Linked DNA regions of Capra hircus: region 1 is linked to region 2. Evidence: chromatin contacts called from public Hi-C data. All regions are on one chromosome and are shown on one strand. Each heading gives the region's core, a stretch centred on a gene start, on an enhancer-like site or on the middle of the called end of the contact. The rest is flanking DNA. Distances are from core to core; before and after follow the strand shown.

Region 1 (4,858 bases), core at 1,531-4,030, 250 kb after region 2:
ACTGACCAAGTAACTGCTGGTTGGCCTGAAAAGCTCAGCTGAAACCCTGAACACTCTCAGATCTGAGATTTCTGGGAACCTGGAATGACTTCCCTTCTTCTAAGTGACGGACTAGGTGCCTTATGTTTTGAAACTCTTCACCTGGAGATCCTTAAATGCAGTGGGTAGGTGAGATGACCAGAGCTGAAGCCAGCTTTGCTGAGACGCTCCCTGCCTCCCTGCCCTTCTCTGTCCTCCTGGAATGAACTGAAACGAATGTCAAGTGGCGGCTGGGAGCTAACCACTGGCTAGTCTACTCTTTCTCTTTAGACCTGAGATCATAGACCCTCAGTGTCTCACTGCCGATACCAGGATCCTTCTCAAGATCTTCCCTTCTAAAAATTAATTAAAATTTTGATTCAGTAAAAAAGATCAGAGATTCTGATGGTTCTCCAGTGCCCAGAACAGAGCATAGAAGACCCTCAGTAACTATTTGTTGAGTAGGTGAATGAGTGATTTCCCTGCTAATGGGTGAGAAGGATATGACCAACATGCCACTTACCTCGGTACAGTCTCCACTTGCAGCTACTACCAAATATCACCCTGCCCACACGGGAGGTGCCAAAGAGCTCCTGCAGGGCTGCCCTTGGCTACAGCCACCCTGCTGGCCCAATCTCTCAAGGCTCTGTCCTGCTCTGCCCTGGTCCTTGGCTTGGAGGCAAGCCCTCCTGGGAAGGGTGCCCACCAGCGGGATACTGCCAAGGCCAGAGCTGATGTCTCCCCAGAGCTGGATCCCAAGGTTGACCCTTTTTCCAGAGTTTCACTGACTTGAGTCAAATCTTGTAAGTCCACCCCTCTCCACTCCCCCTCTTCCCAGAAACCCCACAGCTTTGAGAGACATGCCCCCTCCCAATCTCAGTCACATCTCTCCAGCCCTGGGCCACCGAGACCACTGGGGTCCTGTGTCTTTAACAAAAAGCAAGTGTAATAAGTAAAAGTGATTTGGTGAAGAAAACATCCCTCATTTATTTTCCAGAGGCCTTGACTCATCAATCTTCCCCCCAACCTGCTTTGTGCTGTTAGCTTTGCTTCCTGAAAGAACGGAATTTGGTTTTCTAACAGCATCTGTCGTATGCAGGGTGTCCCCAAACATCAGCAATAATGAGTTGGAAGTGGCACAGTTGGACGCCTTCAGAAGCCAACTCTAGATGCCAGGCCTCTGTGGGTCCCTTGGACGATGGGGCGGGGCAGAGAGCTGGGCAAGGGTTGGGTCCAGGGTCCACAACTCTTGGTCCCTGGGTGTCAGTCATTCAAAAGACATGAGAGTGCCCACTATGTGCCAGGTCACTTATGGGCACTGGGAAGGCAGGACCCTGCCCACACGGCACTGTCATGGCGGGTTACCCATGACGGACAGAGTGGCGGTAGAGACCAGTGCCACCGCCACCACTCAGTCAGCTGGATCATCCCTGAGAGGCAGCATGGCAAGAGACTTGGACCCAGATAGACCTGGGTGTCAGGGCTCAGGCTCCTCAATTTTAATTTATTTTTGCTACTATTTGGGCCCTGCTGTGTGGCTTGCAGAATCTTAGTTATTGGCCCAGGAAGCAAACCTGGGCCCCAGCAGAGAACACACAGAGTCCCAACCACTGGGGTGTGTACCTGTGTGCTCAGCCGTGGCCGACTCTTTGCGACCCCAAGGACGGTAGCCCACCAGGCTCCTCTATCCATGAAATTTTCCAGGCAAGAATACTGGAGTGGGTTGTCATTTCCCACTCCAGGGGATCTTCTTGACTCACATCTCTTGCATCTCCTGCATTGGCAGGAGGATTATTTTTCACTGAGCCACCTGGGAAGCCCCCTAACCATCGGACCTCTAAGGAATTCCCAGGGTCCTCAATTTTAAAATAAGGCAAACAAGCCTCATTGGGTGGCTTGAGGATTAAATAGGATGGCATGAATTTCATGGCACCAAGTCCAGCACACAGTGGGTGCTAAGTACCCGCTAAATCGCCCCTGACATCCCAGACCTGGGTGGTGCCCTGCCCTGGGGCCGGCAGTCATCTCCACAGACTGCAGGCCTGCTCCCCAGACTCTGGGCTCCTGTCCAGAGGCGTTGGCAGCTGCTGCCCTCTCGTGGCAAAGTGCAGGCACAGCCACCCCTGGGATCCCAGGGCCCTTGATATAACAGAAAAGAGGCCCAGTGTAACCAAGATTTTTGAGGACTTGAAAGTACTTCCTCAAACTCCACCCACCTCTATGCCCAAGGCCCTCCCCTAAGTGTTGTTTTCCAGAAAAACCATTCCAGTGGCCAAGCCAGGTCCAGCAGGGGAGAAGGGTGACTCACAGCCAGCCTTGCCCTGTGCCTGGGGGCTGCCACCCCCACCCACCTGTGTATTTCCCTATAGTCAAAGTTATGGTTTTTTCCAGTAGTCATTTTATGGATGTGAGAGCTGGACCATAAAAAAGGCTGGGCACCGAAGGATTAATGCTTTTGAACTGTGGTGTTGGAGAAGACTCTTTAGAGTCCCTTGGACTGCAAGGAGATCCAACCAGTCCATCCTAAAGGAGATCAGTCCTGAATATTCATTGGAAGGACTGATGCTGAAACTGAAGCTCCAATACTTTGGCCACCTGATGCGAAGAACTGACTCATTAAAAAAGACCCTGATGCTGGGAAAGATTGAAGGTGGGAGGAGAAGGGGAGGACAGAGAATGAGATGATTGGATGGCATCACCGACTCAATGGACATGAGTTTGAGCAAGTTCTGGGAGATGGTGAAGGACACGGAAGCCTGGCGTCCATGGGATCGCCAAGAGTTGGACACGACTGAGCGACTGAACACCACCAACCAACCCACAGAAGAGCCTCTCTGAATCCTCCCTACAGGTGAAGAAACTCGGGCCCCCCAGGTGAGGGTTCAGCGCTGCGCCCGTCTGTCCTTACACGGGTAGCTCCTGTCCCTGGTGAATCTGCAGAGGTGGCCTTCCAGCAGGACCATGAGAGAAACAGGGAGGGCTGAACTTGGCTAGTTTTCTGTTTCGCGATGACTGGAGACATTTCAGAAAGCAGGTCGGATAAGAGGCAGGGTGGGATGCGGGGAGACTAGGTACCCGGCCCGCCTCTGGCTTCCCTCGCATCTCCTCGCGGTGCTCGGCCTGGAAGTGCTCCCGGGCTCCTCCAGGCTAGGCGGGATGCGGAGGCCCGGTTTCTTTCGGGGAGAGGAAAGTGAAGGAAGGAGACACCGCCGGCCGGTAGGGTGTGTGGAGCAGGGGCCCCGGAGCGCCTCCCTCCCTGCACTCGCGAGCCAGCAGCGCCGCCGTGCGCCGGACCCCGCGCCCCCGCGCGTCCCGCCCCGGCGCCCAGGCCCGGCCCCGGCCCCGCCCGCGCCCGCGCCGCCGCGGCTCCGCGTCCGCGGCCACCCCGCCCGGAGCCGCCGCCATGGGCCGGACCCGGCCGGGCGAGCGCGGGCCTCCGGGCCCCGGCCCCGCCGCGCCGCCCGCGCCCCCGCCGCGCCGCGCCCGCGCCCTGGCGCTGCTCGGGGCGCTGCTCGCCGCCGCCGCGGCCGCCGCCGCCGCCCGGGCCTTCGCCCGCTACAGCGAGGCCCAGGCGGCCGCGAGGCAGGTCCGAGTCGGCGGGAGGGCGCGGCGGCCGGCCGGGGACGCTCGGGTGGGCGCGGGCGGCGGGGCTCGCCGACGGGCAGGGCTCCGAGGGGCCGGGGGCCGGTGGGGGACGGGGCGGGGATGGAAGGGCAGCCTGACCGGAGGGGGACGGGGCCGGAGGGCCGGGAGGGCGGCCGGGGAGGAAAGGCGGGGGCTCCAGAGAGCGGGCGGGCTAGGAAGGACTGACGGGGGTGAGCAGACTGGCCCCGAGTGAGGCCGGGGCTGGGACGGCTCCTAGGGGAGCGGGCGGACGGGTGACTAGGACAGTTCACCGCAGACAAAGCACTGAGCGCAGCTGGGACCCGAGCATCCGGGCGGGGCCGGGGGCGCTGGGACGGTGGGGAGGGGAGACCAGGGAGGACGATGGGTGGACCAAGAGGGTGACTCTAGATGGATCCGGATACGAAGCGGGCACTCGGAGAGGGGACAGTGGACGAAGGCTCGGAGTGTAGCAGGGACCGAGAGGGATGGGAACGGGGGACCTGGGCTCTGGGGCGTGCAGAAGTGGCATTTGGACAGATGTTTCGGAGATGGATGGACTGAAAGAACTCGGGAAGGTGGTGGCGAGAGCGGTTTGGGATACCAGTGGGTATCCGGTTGCTCAACCCAGAGCCTCCTCCCAAGCAGGATTCAGCACTGAAAACCCTGGGGACAGAAGGCCTCTTCCTCTTCTCCTCCCTGGACACTGACCGGGACATGTACATCAGCCCCGAGGAGTTCAAGCCCATCGCTGAGAAGCTGACAGGTACCAGGAGAGGCTGGGGACCCGGGAGGAGGGACCTGGGGCACCGCCCTCTGGTTCTTGCTCTGTGTCTGCTCTGAGCAGGAGGACTGCCTGGAGTAGGAGGCGGCTGCCCTGGGGTTCAGAGATACTTTCTAGCGGGTGGTTTGGGCAAGCTGCCTCACCATGAGTACACACAAACAAAGACACACACACACAGACAGAGACACACAGACACAGACACACATACACAAACACAGACACACGCACATGCTTGAGCCTGTTCTCACAGGTGAATATTACAAGCTAACATTCTCTGACCCCTTCCTCAGGACCGGACATCACTTGAAGCACCTTCAGCTGCCCTGGGCTTTAGAGATACTTTCTAGCGGGTGGTTGGGGCAAGCTGCCTCACCATGAGTACACACACATGCACGCATACACACCCCTTTCCGAGCTTGTTCTCCTCACGGGTGAATATTACAAGCTAACATT
Region 2 (4,883 bases), core at 21-2,520:
TGTCTGCTGGATGAGAGAATGAGCACTGGAATCCGACTGGGAGCCATCCATATTCTGCATTCCCTTACCCACCCCCCCCCACCATCCACCCCCGCCCCAGGAAACAGGAGAAAAATTCTCTGAGTGCTTCCCTGCTATGGGCCCTGGGGCCACCTACCCTCCTGAGTTCCAACAACCCCAAGGGGCTGGTTGGTGTACTCAGAGGTGAGAAAACTCAGGCTCAGAGAGTCAGTCACACGGGCGGGGAATGAAGCCTCTGGCCGCCTCAAGTCTATTGGGTTGGCCAAAGTTTCATCTGGTCAATGAATAAGGTGTTCAATAAAGTTCTTGGTGAAATGGGGGGGAAAAAAAGTGCCTTCTAGTGTTGCTGAAAACCAAACGAACTTTTTGGCCTGCCCAAGACCAGCCTCTCTGAGACACACGTCTCCTGCAGCCTGGGATTCCTCTAGCAGTTAGAGGGAGGGCTCTTCTCCCCACGATGGCTTATTGCGGGATACTGAACATAGTTCCCTGTGCTGTACAGGAGGACCTTGTTTATCTGTTCTATATATAATGGATAAGAAGATTGCGTCTGCTAATCCCAAACTCCGGATCCATCCCTCCCCTCCCCCTCCCCCTCGGCAACTGCAAGGCTGCTCTCTATGCCTGTGCCCCATTTTCCGTTTTGTAGATAAGTTCATTTGTGTCCTATTTTAGATTCCACGTGTGCGTTATACGGTATTTGTCTTTCTCATCCTTGCTTCTCCTATCGTGATAGCCTCCAGGCCCACCCATGTTGCTGCAGATGGTGCGATTTCATTCTTTTTATGGCTGAGTAGTATTCCATTGTATGTATGCTCGCATCCTCTTTCTCCATTCATCTATCCGTGGACATTCAGGCGGCTTCCATTCCTTGCCTGTTGTCAATAGCGCTGCTATGAATCGAGGGGTGCGTGAATCATTTCAAGTGACAGCGTTCTTGGGATATACGCCCAAGAGTGGGACTGCTGGATCATAGACAACTCTATTTTTAGTTTTTTGAGGAACCTCCATGACGTTCTCCATAGTGGCTGGACCAACTTACATTTCCACAGTGTGTGAGGCTTTGAGGGAGGAGCTTTGTGGCTGGGGTTTGCAGAGAGAGAGAGAGGCAGGAATTCAGCCCAGTCGGGACATCACACAGAGTCAAAGAAGGTCTAGAGGGCAAGCGCTTTCATGGGCCCTGCCCGGGTCAGGCCCAGGGCTCTGTGTGGGTGAGCAGACAGGCCCTGTCCAAGCTCGCAGTCAGCCGGACCAAGGGTGGCGAGGAGGCTGGCCTTGATTTGGGGAGATGGGGGGGCGGCCAGCAGCTCCTCCGGTGCGGTCGGGGTCTGTCTGTGCCCTCTGTTTCAGGCGGCAACAGGAAGTGTGGCCACGTTAGGGCACCGCCCCTTTTTCCACCCCAACCCTGCTTTTTTCTTTAGCGGGTCCAGTTCTCTCATCTTCCTAACTTGGACTTGGCTGGAATTGATGACACTCTCTTTTGGGGGTGGAGTCAGACACTCTGATTGGCTCAGGAATGAAACCTCAACCCCATGAGGACCAATGAGATGCAAGGAGACCTCACTTGCCTTCCACAAGAGGGCTTCCCTCCTCTCCCACCCAAGCTGCCAGGCAGTGTGAGAATGTGGCCTTCAAGGTGGCCTGTCGTGGGCTGTCCATGAGGCGCTGGGTGAAAAACCTCATTCACAGACTGATTTGGGTGAAAAAGGGAGACCAGGCAGCACTCTCCCACAGACCATAGGGCCCACCATGCCCTAGGGATCCCCTAGATACCAGGCAACGGGCAATAATAAACTTTTCCTGAATAAATGAACGGATGGATGGATGATGCCTGCCCTCAGCTCCCTCTTCCCAAAGGAACTGCTGAACTGGACTTTTTAAAAAATCTCTCCTTTAGTTGTTCTCCCATCCCAAACGTCTCCAGGCTCCGCTCCCTAATCTGTATAATGAGTGTAATAAGAATATCTACTTCCTGGAATGATTGTGGGAACTAAATGAATTTAATATACATGGCACACAGTAGACACATGTGGGTGTGCTCAGTCCTGTCTGACTCTTTGTGGCCCCGTGGACTGTAGGTTACCAGACTCCTCTGTCCATGGGATTTTCCAGGCAAGAATACTGGAGTAGGTTGCCATTTCCTACCAGGGGATCTTCCCATCCCAGGGATTGAGCCTGCATTTCTTACATCTCTTTATTGGCAGGCAGATTGTTTATCACTAGCACCACCTGGGAAGCGCTAGTAGGCACATTACAAATGTCAGTTATTGTTAAGATTAGCATTATCATTTCCCTCTAGGATCTTCAGTTTTCTCATCTGTGAAATGGGAACTCATCTGTTCATTCAACAAACTACTGATCATCATCCATGTGCCAGGCATTGTTGTTAAGATCTGGGGCAGTTACAGAGACGAATGGGCCAAAGTCTGTGTCTGGAGGAATTAACCTTCTGGTGTGGCAGGCAGTCAGAGTTAAAACCCAGTGGGGGAAATGTCAGGGCATTTGGAAAGTCTACTGTACAGATGTGGGGTGACCTGGGGTAATGAGAAGCTACCTCCAAAACTGGACTAACTGAGGTGAGAGATGGCACTGAATCTGCATCCCCTGCTCTTTCCAGGATGCTGAGTTGGCTTGAAAACATTTAGGATAGGCTCCAGTCATGAACCAGACAGAAAATGAAGTTAGACTACCAGTTCAGTTCAGCTCAGTTCAGTTGCTCAGTCGTGTCCGACTCTTTGCGACCCCATGGACTGCAGCACGGCAGCCCTCCCTGTCCATCACCAGCTCCCGGAATTTACTCAAACTCATGTCCATTGAGTCGGTGATGCCATCCAACCATCTCAACCTCTGTCGTCCCCTTCTCCTCCCGCCTTCAATCATTCCCAGCATCAGACTACTGAAGAACCCAAAGTTTAGAGCTGGAAGATAGATACAATTAAGAGTCAGGGAAGGACTTGCCAACTTATATCACAGGCATCTTTCTTCTAAAACACTATCTCAGTTTTTAAAAATCTAATTCTTTAGACTTCTGTCTGCTTTGAAAAATGAGTGAATTTTTTTTAGTGGTTTCCTGTCTGATAGGATCAGCCCCATCACACCGCCGCCTGATGGCAGCACACTAAAGTCACGGGTTTGTTTTGTTTTGCTTGAGATGAACAAGACAGCAAGCTCAGTTTGGGGATATGACCAGAGATAATCAAAGCCATTCCCCCAGCTCCCCTTCTCCCCACCCGTTTACTAAAACCCAGCTTCTATAGTTGATGTTCCCAAGTTCCAGCTTTTTGCCCGAGCCATGCCTACTCCAGTTTCCCAGCAGACAAGCCAACCAGCTCCTCCTCCCTAGCTCTTGCAGGCACTTAAGAAGGGGAGAGTTTCAGACCTGGGCTTCCCCCAACCTTGGCAATCCCCAAAGCCCTGTCCTGAAGCCCAGGAAACCCACCTTCTGGCCCAATGGTGATGCTGCCTGGATCTTGTTGTATGGCCCTGTATAAGTCACTTACTCATTTGAACCTCATATTCCCCATCCGTAAAAGGGAGCTCCCCAATCTAGTTCAGCCCCAACAGCATGGCTGTTGGGGGTGCAAAAGTGGGGGCAGGGTGGAGGCATCCTCTCCCTTCCCCTACCTCCTCAGGGAACCCCAGGACCCTGCTCAGAGGAGGGAGGAAGCCCTGCTTCCCCTGGGGAAGTTGGTCCCAGGGGACTCTGTGATCCTCGCCATGCTCACTGTAGGCGAGCAGCCAGCATTAAGAGCTGTATTAATTATTACCAACTCCCCCTTGGGAAATGAATTCAAAATGAGGTCACCATGGTAACCCAAATGGTTACAATGTGACCAAATTTTTAAAGTGTTCAACATGTTCTGGGCAAATCACCTCTCAGTGGAAAAGAAAAGATTGGGGCGTCAGTGGCACACCCCAGTGGCCTGGGGAGCCTGGGAGCTCTCCCTCACCAAGAGAGGGTGAGCCAGGGGCTAGGCAGAGCAGAGGAGAGCCCCGAGCGGCAACGACACCCGGGTCCCGCAGCGGGCCTGCCCAGAGCCGGAGGCCCTGGGCTCAGTCCCGGCTCTAGCACGGTCTTGCGGCTCCCGGCGAGTGCCTTGCCCGCCCTGGGCCTCCAGTCACCCTTCACTCAGCAGTATCTCTTCCAGGAGCAAACAGATGGGACCTCCTCGGTGGTCCAGTGGCGGAGAGTCCACTTGCCAATGCAGGGCACACAGGTTCGACCCCCTGGCCCAGGAAGATCCCACATGCTGCGGGGCAGCAAAGCCGGTGCGTCACAGCTGAGGCCTGCGTGCTCTAGAGCCCACGCCTCACAGCAGGAGAGGGCCCCGCAGTGAGGAGCCCGCACACTGCAACGAGAGAGGAACCCCTGTTTGCTGCAAGTAGCCCCCACTTCAAAGCCCCTGTGCAGCAACAAAGACCAAAAATAACAAATAAATAAACAATCTAAAATCCAGCTAAAAAAAAGAAAAAGATCAAACAGATAGATGAGCCAGTGGGTTGTTAAGCCCACCTGTGGGGTGGAGGGTGATGGGGAAGGGAGTTTTTGGCTGATCAGGCCTCCAAGGCAGAGAGAACACCTGGATTCAGATGCCCCCCTCCACTGCCAGCAGCTACGGAGACCTTGGGCCTGGGTCTTCACCCCTCTGAGCTTTGGCTTCCCTACCTATAAGAGAGGGGGCTACCAGTAGTCTCTTCCCTTCGGGGTGGTTGTGAAGTTTAAACAAGATAACCCATGGAAAGTGCTTAGCATGGCGCCTGCACATAATAGGTCTGACATCATCCTGCCTCTGTGCCCTGTGGACCGGCCCTGAGTTGAGCAAGTTACAAGTGATCTTGCAGTGGATCTTCACCATGTTCCT

Evidence for each region. A called contact is a pair of places that touch in the nucleus more often than the background predicts.
Region 1: a Hi-C map of blood shows a contact between it and region 2, with 4 times the contacts expected there. The contact joins the promoter of SEPN1 here to the enhancer-like site in region 2. A contact is called at or near these places in 2 of 5 Hi-C or Micro-C datasets (both in blood).

The regions. Positions count from the first base shown.
Region 1 is chr2:8,672,808-8,677,665 of ARS1.2, forward strand. It overlaps SEPN1 (selenoprotein N), which reads left to right and starts at 2,781. Exons shown (of 12, transcript XM_018056104.1): 1 at 2,781-2,892; 2 at 4,270-4,387. The coding sequence starts at 4,339.
Region 2 is chr2:8,419,596-8,424,478 of ARS1.2, forward strand. No RefSeq gene overlaps it. Among named protein-coding and RNA genes, the nearest start is that of LDLRAP1, 25 kb to the right of the region's middle. Within about 2 kb of position 1,271, at least 1 of the 5 cell types and tissues checked has an H3K27ac peak or open chromatin away from gene starts, as enhancers often do.